3 separate regions of the Muntiacus reevesi genome follow, and all the other regions are linked to region 2. A link is a contact called in public Hi-C data. All regions are on one chromosome and are shown on one strand. The core of a region is the stretch at or near the end of the contact, and the rest is flanking DNA. Distances in the headings are between cores, read along the strand shown. Region 1 holds the start of XCR1 (X-C motif chemokine receptor 1). Region 2 holds the start of CCR5 (C-C motif chemokine receptor 5). Region 3 holds the start of CXCR6 (C-X-C motif chemokine receptor 6).

The links. A called contact is a pair of places that touch in the nucleus more often than the background predicts.
Region 1: a Hi-C map of blood shows a contact between it and region 2, with 4 times the contacts expected there. The contact joins the promoter of XCR1 here to the promoter of CCR5 in region 2. A contact is called at or near these places in 2 of 3 Hi-C or Micro-C datasets (blood and muscle).
Region 3: a Hi-C map of blood shows a contact between it and region 2, with 7 times the contacts expected there. The contact joins the promoter of CXCR6 here to the promoter of CCR5 in region 2. A contact is called at or near these places in 2 of 3 Hi-C or Micro-C datasets (blood and muscle).

The regions. Positions count from the first base shown.
Region 1 is chr4:111,186,108-111,190,234 of mMunRee1.1, reverse strand. XCR1 (X-C motif chemokine receptor 1) reads right to left here and starts at 2,774. Exons shown (of 2, transcript XM_065935405.1): 1 at 2,634-2,774. It also overlaps the pseudogene LOC136167490.
Region 2 is chr4:110,927,627-110,931,540 of mMunRee1.1, reverse strand. It overlaps CCR5 (C-C motif chemokine receptor 5), which reads left to right and starts at 1,833. Exons shown (of 2, transcript XM_065935397.1): 1 at 1,833-1,906; 2 at 3,605-3,914. The coding sequence starts at 3,616.
Region 3 is chr4:111,263,276-111,267,065 of mMunRee1.1, reverse strand. CXCR6 (C-X-C motif chemokine receptor 6) reads left to right here and starts at 1,455. Exons shown (of 2, transcript XM_065935407.1): 1 at 1,455-1,540. All of the region lies in intron 14 of FYCO1 (FYVE and coiled-coil domain autophagy adaptor 1), which reads right to left.

The DNA of each region.
Region 1 (4,127 bases), core at 1,525-4,024, 260 kb before region 2:
AGGGTACATTCTGAGCCTCCCAATGATTCACACTGAGAGAGAGGTGTGGTGGAAGTGATAGACTGCCCGGGGTTGAGGCTGGAAAGATGAATAGCATCAGAGTCCTGGGTTGACTGGGGTTGACTGCAGGTCTGACTAGCTCATCTCATGCACTGCACATCCTCGTCATGAAGGCTGCCTTGTGTGTCACTGAATAACACGTCCCCTACTTCAGTGTCTAGAGTGTAAAAAGTCACCGAGGTCGAAATCCCTGCCCAGCCACTTTCAAGTAGACGAGTGTCAAATATTAATAATTTGGAGTCCATGTTTCAAAACCACCACATGGAGATTTGGGGACAAGTTCCTGTAGGAGAGTACATGGGCTAAGTCTTGAAAGGCAGGAGTGAAGAGAGAGAGCAGAGGGGAAGGATGTGCTGTTCGGGGACCAGCAAGTGTAAACAAAGGGGATGGGAGGTCTCCAGGCTGGGTCAGAGGACTCTACTTAAGGCCCGAGAGGGGAAGATATGTGCTGAGGGGGCAGTGGGAGATGAGCAGGAGCCAGAGACCAAGGCCCTCGGGTGCTAAGTTCAGAAGTCTAGAATTCATCCTGAATGGAGAACTAGCAAAGGGTTTTAAGCAGAGGAGTAAGTGGAGTAAGTAAGCAGTGGATTCACTAGGATGGTCTTGGCTGTAAGTGACAAAACACAAGACCAAAGAGGTGTAAGTGGTGGAAGCTGTCAATTTCCCATAGGGAGGTAATGCTAGGGTTGGTGCAGTAATCTGGCAACATCATCAAAAACCATGGCCCCTTCTACCTCAGGTACTAGCCTCAATGCCTCTGTAATATCATTCCTCATGCCTGCAGGATACCCGCTATGGTATCAAGTATCACAGCTTTGTGCAGCACTGAGGGCAGGAAATAAGGAAACATGTCTAAACAAGCAGCTTTTTACTGGGGGCAATTTTGTGATGTCTGGGGGCCATTTTTGCTCATCACAGCTTGGGGAAGCTACTGACATCTAGCAGGTAGAGGCCAGGGATGCTGACAAACAGAACAAACTCCTACAAAAGAAAATTAACAAGATAGCTATTGTGTCGAGGTTGAAAAACCCTGGTCTAAACTGACTCAGTGCGCTTAGTTTATATGGGGCGGTGGATCTGCCTTCCCCACTGGACCTTTGGAACTAACAGCCTGCTCAAAGATTCAGTTTCACAGTTTAGCTGCTGAGGGACCTGAGACACTGCCAGATATATCAGTGTATTATAAAGCTACAACCATGTAAATTTTTAGATAGATTGAAATGTAAGAAATGAAAATTAAAACAACCTGCAGGACAGAAATAGTTATCAGATGGGGAATGAACATACTTATATATATTACATATAAATACAAATACAATATACATATAGTTTTCACTACATGTCATTTGAGAGGGGCATTATTATTGCTCAGACATTGAAATGGTTTGCAGGACACAGCTCTCTCTATCCTTAATCTTTAGTTCCTGGAATTTCCATTCCATTGTTGTAGTCAGTATAATGTCTTCTTTCCTTTCGATTTTCCGAAGCAGAATTTGTTGGACTGGCCTTGTTGTGATGGGGGCAGTGGTGGTGGGGAGGGGCGAAGAGACTGACTAAAAAGGCAGGTGCTGCCAACATAAAAGAAATTCAGCTTGTGTACAGGCAACCCAGAACCTGAAATACCTCTATTTCCGCTAGAGGTTTCTGGTTTGACCTAATTTTTTCAGAGATATGATGCTGATTTGGTGCTTTTTTTTTTCTTCCTAAACAGCTTCCTTTTCCTGGTTTTTTTTTTTTTGTTGTTGTTGTTGTTGTTGTTTTATCATGGTCCCTGCCATTAGCTTTGTTTTTTGAAAATGAGAATTTGAGCTCCACTGATTAGGTGTGGGTATATGTATGCCATGGGCATGTGTGTGTGCTTGCATATGTGTGATTGTCTGCCCCTGTGTGTATATGGTGGGGTGGTTCATATAGATTTCCATATCAACACAACTTAGCGGACAAAGTTCTGGGCTCCCTCAATGATAAAGATGGGTCTCCTTTCAACCCATCCTCACTATGTGATCAACAGTTGAAGATAATATAATTAAAAATAGTAAACCCACATACTGTGCCTAGAAATCTTCAACAAGTGAATTACCAGAAAATAAAGAGCACCCTTTTCAATAATCCAAGGATCAAAGAGGACTCAAGAGGAATTAAAAAAAAAGATGAATGGGATAAAAATGAACACACAACATCAAATTTTGTGGGACACAGTTAAAAGCAGCACCGAGAGGGAAATTTTTAGCATTAAATGTTTACATTAGGAAAGAGAAAATATCTCACATAAATAATCTAAGAACTTAAGAACCTAGAGAAAGAGACGCAAAATAAACTCAAGTAGAAGGATAGAAAAAATGAAGAGAACTGATAAAACGGCAAACATACAACCAACAGAGAGACGAAACAAAAAAAGTAAGTTCTTGAAAAGATCAATAAAAGTGATATGCCTCTAGAAAGACGAACAAATGAGAGACGCGCTGAGGCAGCGGACGGCCGGAAGCGGACTAGCTGCGCTCACCCGCGCGGAGAGCCGAGGGCTCAAGATGGCGGCGCCCCGGCGGCCCCGGGGGGCGGTGAGCTGTGCATACCTGGCCGCCCAGCCACGCCGTGTTCTTGCGGCTCCGAGGGGGACGGAAAAATCAGAGCTCCGCTGAAACTGAGAAGCCGGCTTCATCATTGCCTTCGTCGCCGCCGCTGCCTCCTCGGTTGTTGACGAGAAACCTGGGCTTGGGCCTGGCGGAGAGCTCTCTCTGTGGGACGCAGAAGACAGCTCCTTCTTAGTCGCGCGCCTTCGGGGCCCCAGCGGCGCCAGTGAGAAGCCCTCCCTCTCCCAGTACCACAGACGGCTTTGCATAAATCCACCCGTTTGAAATCTATCAAGCCTTGTTAAGCCTAGCACAACATCATGTAGCACTTACAGGAATAAAAGGACTCATGATATTAGGATTACCTAAAAGATGGGGAAAGAGTTCTGAGTTGGAAGGTGGAAAATCAGCAGTGAATTGTAGCACGACTCCCGTCGCTGAGAGATTTTTCACCAGGTCAGCCTCTCCGACGCCGAAGCACGCTGCCTGGTATCCGAGAGAGTGGCTAGATCCCCACGTGGCGCCGTTAACGTCAGACAACGTAGTAAGAATTTATCCTTTGCGTGACCCCAGACACCGACTACGGCCATCCGACCTTCAGAAGCAGAAGGGGAAAGCCTCATACTCAACAAAGGAAGGGCCTACACCGCTTCTCTGGGAGAGACGGCACTTGCATTTGACTTTGGGCCACTGTCAGCAGTCCCGAAGCACATAGTTGGATAAAAAGGCAAAGAAGAAGCAGCGGCTTCCTCCCTGTACATCTTATGTGAGAATGAGGAGACTTTCCTTACCCATGTTAGTCTGTCGCACAGCCCTGGGGCTGTGGGTAAGCTATTGGGCCCGTTGCCCATGCATCCTGCTAATGAAGAGAACTATGGCTACGGTGCTTGTGCTGGGCTCTGCTTACCATGTGTCGCCAACAACCTGGTGATTACTACTGCGTCAGGAATGTTTCATCTCTGCGTTGTGCTGGAGGGGTAAGAAGAAGATGACCAAACCTCAGAAAAGTCCTGGGATTCCAGGGCTGACCTCATTCCGTCACTGTATGCATTTGAGTGTGTTGAGTTGGAACTTGCTCTGAAACTGGCATCCGCAGAGGGTGAGCCCTTTGATTCTGACTTTTCTTGTCCAGTCAAACTTCACAGAGATCCCAAGTGTCCCTCAAGATACCACTGTACTCATGAAGCTGGTGTACATAGTGTTGGGCTACCTTGGATTCATAAACTTCACAAGTTTCTTGGATCAGATGAAGAAGACAGGGACAGTTTACAGGAACTGGCTGCAGAACAGAAGTGCTTTGTAGAACACATTCTTTGTAGGAAGCCACTGCCATGCAGTCAGCCAGCTCCTTTTCGCGGATTCTGGATCATCCCTGACATCCTGGGGCCAACAATGATCTGCATCACCAGTACCTATGAATACCTCATCAGGCCTTTACTAAGCACAGTCCATCCAGCGTCTCCTCCCCGGCTTTGTACCCGAGAGAATGTTGAAGTA
Region 2 (3,914 bases), core at 584-3,083:
AACTAAGATCTGGAGAGTTTCAGTAACTTGTACAAATCAAGCGGTAAAGAGTAAAGCTGAGGATTAAGCCCAGCCTGGTGACTGGAGTCCAGTTCTCAACTGCTGTCTCTTGAACCCACATAGAGCATGAACGTGAACATTTTTCCATGACTCATTGCCCTGGCTGTGCTTGCCAGTGGCTGGTCCTTTCTGTCCCTTTCTGGCTTTCCCCAGCAGCCACATCCCCCTACCCTGTAGCACCAGCCATTAGCTTCTCCCTTTCAGCCTCTGCTTTGCTGACAAGGGCCCCAGGAAACCAATTCTATTAGAATTTTATATAATAAATCTAAGAAAGGATCACTGAATGAGTACGAGTCTGATGGTTTTTTGAGTATATTATATGTTGCATTCTCAACTTGGATGTCTCAAGCAATCCTCCCAACAAGCCCAAGGAGCAACCACCATTATTCAGCCCATTCCACAAATGAGAAAGCTGAGGGTAGGGTCAGGCTTTGAGTTCAGGCAATTGACTGCAGAGGCCACTTCAACAGGTTTGGGGTCTTCTCAGATCACAAGTCTGTGTTGGCGTGTGTTTCTTAGCCTGTGGCGGAGGAAACAAAAGCACGCAGAGGGCCCTCCTGTGGCTCAGGGCTGGCTCTCAGTTCTGTTCTATGTTCTCAGTTCTGCTGTCAACAATTGAGGTTTTTAGATAAGTAACCAACCACCAAGGAAGCCTGGGGTGACTGCAGATATTGAAATAGAATCCTAAACTTGACCCTTTTCTTCTGCCACTTGCTGCCTGTTTCATGCTGAAAAACTCTCAAAGAAATTCCAGACAGACTGTATCCTTGGAGTGTGAGGCTCTGCTACCTATGTCCCTGGCATAGGACAGCTACCCACAAATACCTGCTGCCTTGGAGGGCTGCAAAATAGTGGATGAGGAGGCTAAAGTTTCATAATGATGTGCCCCCAAGGTACTTGAGCTGGAGAAAGATGGGCAACATGTTTAGCTCACGGGTGAATATACAGTAAAAACCCTTAAGCAACCAGTTATTGTAGTTTGCAGAGGAAAATAGTATTGGGTGGTGAATGTATGTGTGTGAGTTGTGGGAGGAAAGAGGGGGTAGTGGGGAAGTGAACAAAGTGGGGGGCGTGCATGTTCAGTCCATCAGTTGTATCAGATTTCTTGCAAACCCACGGACTGTATGTAGCCCACCAGGCTCCTCCATCCATGGATTTTTCAGGCAAGAATACTGAAGCGGCTTGCCATTTCCTCCTCCAGGGATCTTTCCAACCCAGGGATGAAACCCACATCTCCTGCATCAGCAAGCAGGTTCTTCATCACTGAGCCAACTGGGAAGCCCAGGTTTAAGAGGGATCACAGGGTTAATGCGAGATGTTCCCCCCACTTTAAAGTCAGTTTCAGCTGGCTTCCGTGAAGACAAATAGCAAGTGGGTCAGAATCTCTCACCCTTGGAGCCTCCCCATTGATAAGCCCTGCAGTCTAGTACAAATCATTTGCCTCTTGGACAGCAGTTTCTTTCAGTAAAACATGTGGCCCTTTGACTAGATGCTCATGAATGTTCTTACAGTTCTAATATCCTTTAATTCCTTCTTTTTTCTAACCATTTGGGTAGTTGGGTGAACTGAGAAGCAAAAAGAAATTGCATAATCAGGGAAACCCATGAATAAAGTTTCAGATTAGAGATCTATTTTCTAGTCTATTTTAAGCTCAATTTAAGAAAAAAAAGAAGGCTGTTCTCTGATGATTTTTTTTGCACAGCCAGATAATTATTCAGTGAAACTCCGCCCCCAACTCAGAAGAAACTGTGCATTTCCTACTTTTATGCTGTCTATATGTTTGATTTGCACAGCTCAGCTGGTCAGAGGAGTTGAGACATCCGTTCCCCTACGAGAATCTCTCCCGGTAAGTCATCTCTCAGCTAACTTTGCCTATTTCTTAGTGCAGCTTGAGTGATGAGTAAAAGCCTTTACAGGAAACCATAGAAAACATCAGAAATATACCAGGTGCTCATTGAACTATCTTAAAATATAATCTTTAAGTAAGGAAAAAGAGTTTAGAATCAGTTTCAGACTGTGATAACATCAAAGATACAAAACAGGATTATGAATGAAAGACTATAAAAAGCCCTCACTTTTCAAAAGAAAGATACTTTCAGAGAATAATCACTGGCCAAAACTTTGACAGACATTATCTTTTGGTGAGGAGAAGTAAAACCTCCTCAGCAGGATGCCCTCTGAACATGTGCCCCACCAGAAGCTGTGTCTAAGTCTCCTTTTATTTCTGCCAAGAAAAGAAGGAAGCCTGAAAATTGATCAAATTAATAACAAGTTATAAATATCAAATCAATTTTCATAGCACATCTAGTGTATGATTCTTTTTCTGGCTCAGAATTTAAAGGTGAGATTTTTCTGTGTGCTTTTCCCAGCTGCTTAATCTGAGGTACTGGGAGCTGGAGTCTCACAGGGACTAATTAAAGAAAATTCTCAGTCAAGCGGTGGGACCTAAACAGACCAGGCAAGTTAGTGGGTTGTGAAGGAACTAAGCTAACACAGGATGCATGCGAGGAGATGAAACACTGTCCACTTGACCATTTCTTATGTACTGGGGGAGGCCGTCCTTAATCATAGCAGCTCAGAAACTACAAACTTCAGAGAAAATGTGAGAATGGCAAGCAGGATTTCACAACTGGCTGCTGGCTCCTATGACCTTCTCCAGGGACGTGGGCATCAGACTGTTTCATTCTGACTATATCAATGCTCCAGGCTGACAATCCTGCTTGTAGTTCTCTCACCAAGGAGTGAAAGACAGGGACCATAGCAGTTAAGAGTTGCAGGCTGCACTGCCTGCCTTCAAAATTAGTTGCTTACTCCCTGTGGGTCTTTGGGGAAGTTATTCATCTTCTCTGTGCTCTGAGGTTCTTATTTGCAAAACGGGGACAATAAACCTGACCTGCCTCACTGAGTCACCTTGAGGATTAACTGAATGAATGAAGCTTAGAACAGTGCTTGGCAGGCAGAGTGCCCTTGAGAACTGTTCATTATCACCAGCAAGCTCCTAATGATGCTATGTGTAAGCTAACTCCAGGGATGACAGCTTAAGAACAGACATGGTTGGACAGTTCCTGACCCAATTTCTGGACATTGTTATCACAGCTTCATTCACTCCACGTGGCTACGCAACATCCGATTTTATTTGGTGAGATGACTGATGTGTTCCATCTAGTAAGCAGACAGTGTCAGTCGCTCAGTCATGTCTGACTCATATGACCTCATGGATTGTAGCCTGCCAGGCTCCTCTAACCATGGAAATACTAGAGTGGGTTGCCATTTCCTCCTCCAGGGGATCTTCCCAACCCAGGGATCGAACCCAGGTCTCCAGCATTGCAGGCAGATTCTTAACCATCTGAGCCACCACAGAAACCCAGCGCAGAGAAGCTAGCACCAAACTGATATAAAAAGTTCATTGTTTGACCAAAAAAGGTACTTCAGTTAAATGTAGAAATCTATGCATCAATTTTTAAAACCTACTGAAGTATTGCATTCATGACGGACTGCTAAGGACATTCTAGGACTTTATAAAACAGCTCTTCTTTATTTACAGAGTCAAGCAAAATGGATTATCAAACATCAACTCCCACCTATGACATTGATTATGGGATGTCAGAGCCATGCCAAAAACTCAACGTGAGGCAGGTTGCAGCCCGGCTCCTGCCCCCACTCTACTCGCTGGTGTTCATCTTTGGTTTTGTGGGTAACACGCTGGTGTTCCTCATCCTGATAAACTGCAAAAAGCTGAAGAGCATGACTGACATCTACCTGCTCAACTTGGCCATCTCTGACCTACTGTTCATCATCACTGTCCCATTCTGGGCTCACTATGCTGCAGACCAGTGGGTCTTTGGAAATACAAT
Region 3 (3,790 bases), core at 206-2,705, 340 kb before region 2:
CTGCCTGCTGTCCTCTGGTTAGGCTGCTTTTCTGAGGGTCTTTCCACTCATCTTCCATAGCCCTCACCACCTACCACCGCCTGGCAGGTACTCCTCTCCCAGCAGCTACTGCCCCAGCCCTGGTCCCAGAGCTGCCGCCGGAACCAGGGCTCTGGCTCCAGAATGTCAGGCATTCAGAAAAAGGGAATGGGTTGAGTCTGACCCCAAGAGAACCTGTGGGGGGCACAGCTGCCATGGCCCTTTTATTCTTCCCCAATTCTGTTCAGGAACTGTTTGCATGTTCTGGGGAAAACCCAAGACATATGATTGGGTACTTGCCGTCAAGAAGTTCAGTTTTGTTTCAAAGAAAAGCAACCGATACTCCAAATTGGAAGACAACAGAAATAAAATTCTGGCCCTCAAACTGGGAGGGGTTCTAATTTAGTTGTGAGTTTTCCACTGGAGAACTTTCCACTGGAGAATGCTTATGACAAGTACAGTCATGCTCCCTCTGAGATACACATCTCTCCTCCCTCTCAAGCACATACGCGGTCACGGAGGGCACCGGGCTGTTTTTCTGCAGGCAGGACATGCTGAGGGGGACAAGCACAGCCAAGTCAGCGTGCTTGACAAGGTTCAGGCCCTTCCGTCATCACCCTGTGAACTGGGCCTAAGGGACACGGTTGGCTTGTTGCTGGGAAGAACCCATCTCTCAAAGCTCAAAGACTCCAAAATGTGAGGCTGGCTCCCTGTGAAGGGATGTTTTGTTGAGAGAGACGGGCACTTCAGGATTTGGTTCAGCCTGTTCACTGGTGATCCTAGCCATGAGAAGCAGGGCGGTGAGCACCACCTGAGTGGGGTGGGTTTAGGAGGCAGGGCTGCATTGGGTCCTCTGGCAGACCCATCACTAGAAGCTATCTGGCCCACTGGCCTGGCGATGATAGACACCTGGGCTCGCATCCTGGAAGTGGTAGTAGTTGGCTGTGAGTCCGCGAGGGTTGTTCTCTGGCTATGGTCCTCTGTATTCCCATCTATAAAATGGGATAATACCTACTGGCAGGGTTGCTATGGGGATCAGGGCTGTCATGTATGTTGGAGGTGCACACACACACAGAACCCAGGCCATAGCATCAACTTTGCATCGGTCCAGACCTAAACTGCTCCAAAGGAACATACGACTAGTGAATGATATAATTTTAGGGTATAAATGCCTCCTCCTTCAGTGGACTACCAGTGTCAGACCTGAGCATGGCTCCCCTTCCGCTTACAAATGGAAACCCTCTCAGATCCTGGTCAAAGGGTAAGACGCCCGCCAGGATGCGGGTGTTGAATAGCATTGGAGCTACTGCTTCATCTCTTTGACTCCCAAATTATACGGGTGCAGGCTGGGTCATGTGGATTCTGACCTGCAAGATGGGGGAGGGCTGGGTCTCCTATCATCGCCAACTGAGGACTCTTCACAAGTACTCAACGGAAACCCAGACCACATTAGAGACAAAGGCAGACCTTGCTGCTGTGAGCAAACTTGTCTGATTAACAAACTGAAAGAGCAGCTCTACCGGTGAGTCATTTATCTTTTTCTTTATGCTTAAAAGAGGGGCTAACCCACATTTTGGGGGGATTCTCAGAGTCCTGCCTGCAGCGTGGTACAGTATCAAGTGCCCAGGTTTGGTTTGAGCTCTTGGCTCAAACTTCAGCTCAGCCACTTGTTGCCAGAGGGCTAGTGCAGGCTAGCTACCCATGTTTGTTCACTGACTAATCTCTTTTCCCTTTTTTTTTTTTGTTTCTTTCCCATTTTATAGGACCGTTGTTATCTTAGCTTATGGTTTACTTTCTTTTACCCACGTACATCAATACACAACTGTAACAGCTTTTGCAAATACAGAAAATTTTAAAGGAGGAGGGGAAATAAGTCACTACTAATTCTACTAGTCAGGGGTGAACTGCTGATAAAATGTAATTTTTGTATGTTTTAAAAAAAATTTTTGCCAAAACCATAGAGCTTATCATAGGTTCTTAAACAAGGTCCATAGAATATGGAACAGAGGGATTTAGAGTTCATGAATCCCCACAACTGCAGGCATGTATGTGCATCATCACTGAGGGAAATGCTGTGCAGCTTTTATGAGACTCTCAAAGGGGTTTCTGATCAAAGACAGTTGAGATCATGATCAATTCCACATTCACTGTCATCTGTTCATTGTAATAGTGACAGCCAATAGTATTTTGCATGTCTGCTTTGTGCTTACATTGTTTTGAGCAACTGAAATGTATTTTGGGGGGGCAGGAATTGGGAGACTGGGATTACATATACACACTACTATATAGCTGCATAGCACAGGGAACTCTACTCAATACCCTGTAATGGCCTGCATGGGGAAAGAATCTCAGAAAAAGAGAGTGGACATACGCGTATGTGTAACTGACACACTTCGCTGTATGGCTGAAACCAACACGGCACAGTAAATCAAGTATGCTCCAATAAAAAAAAATTTTAATGCCCTGCATTTTCCAAAGTCAAGAGTGCTTCCTAAATGTTTCAGTCATATTCTATCTCATTCCTAAATTATATTTTGCTTATTCATTATAAAATATTTACTATTTCCAAAGTTGGATATATTATTATTTTTTTAATTTTCACAAATCAACCTAGGACTTTGGTTAGAGAAAATAAAGAAATGAGTGCTTTTAACATTTCTAGAAGGGAAAGTAATTTTTAATACTCTATCTGCACACAACCATGCAGTCCCAATCTGTTAAATACTGTTTAAGTTTACCAACTGTTACAAATGAATTTGCAGGGGTCCTCTGAGGAAACTGCAATGCCAGTGTAATGTATTTTTAAAAGGGAAGAGTAAGTCAAGCAATAATGGAGATGTGACATTACTTTCAACATCACGTTCTAAATGATAAATATGCTTTTGCCCCCATGTGAAGCAGTAACACATACACACCATCGTTTGACCCACTTAACTTAGCAGCCCAGAGATGGTGGGGCAGAAAGCCTACGGGCTGACCTTTCCCTCTTCGAGTGCCAACAGTCTGTAGTCCAGGAGGAGGGACTTATCACTGAGCAGTCTTGGCCCAAAGGCAAGGTCCTTTCTTGGAGCAAGAGGGTGCTTTGACCCCACGAACAACCAAAGTGCACTAGGGTGGGCATCCCTTCTAGCCAGGACCCAGCATGGGGAAAAGCCAAGTCTCTGAGGATACCAGAAAGGAGAAATCATCTCTCTTACACCCTCTTATCTGGCCGGTTGATATTCTGCCTTTGCTGGACAAAGGCCTGTTCTTCTTAAACCTCTCCTTGAGGTGCCAGTGGATTATGGCACTAATCATTGCAAGAGCCCCTGCGCGCTGAGTGTCTACGGGCCACTGACCTGGCCCCCCAGGGTACTGACCCGGCCCCCCAAGGCTGATGCTGCCACAGCTGCCCCTGCTCCCACACCAGACTACGTCACCCTTGGGGCTGGTTCGTGGTCCCCAGCAGGGTCACAGGGCCCAGAGCAGGGTCACAGGGGGTGCTAATCTTGAAGGGCTAGAACCCCTAGGCAAGAGAGACAGCTATTTGGTCTCTGCTACAAGCAGCCCCACTGCAGGGCTGGCCACCGGCCCTGTTTGTGGCCGCGCATTCCCCTGACGTCCCATTTCCATCAGCTCTTCTGTTTGTTAAAGGAGACCCCTCAGCCCTACACTGTTGGTTGTAAAAGCTAGAGCAATGTTCCCTTCTCATGTAATCTACCCTGTAAGAGATTCCGAAAGATCAGAGGCCCTGAGGGTGGAACGTCATACAGACAAGGAAGGGGAAGGCTGG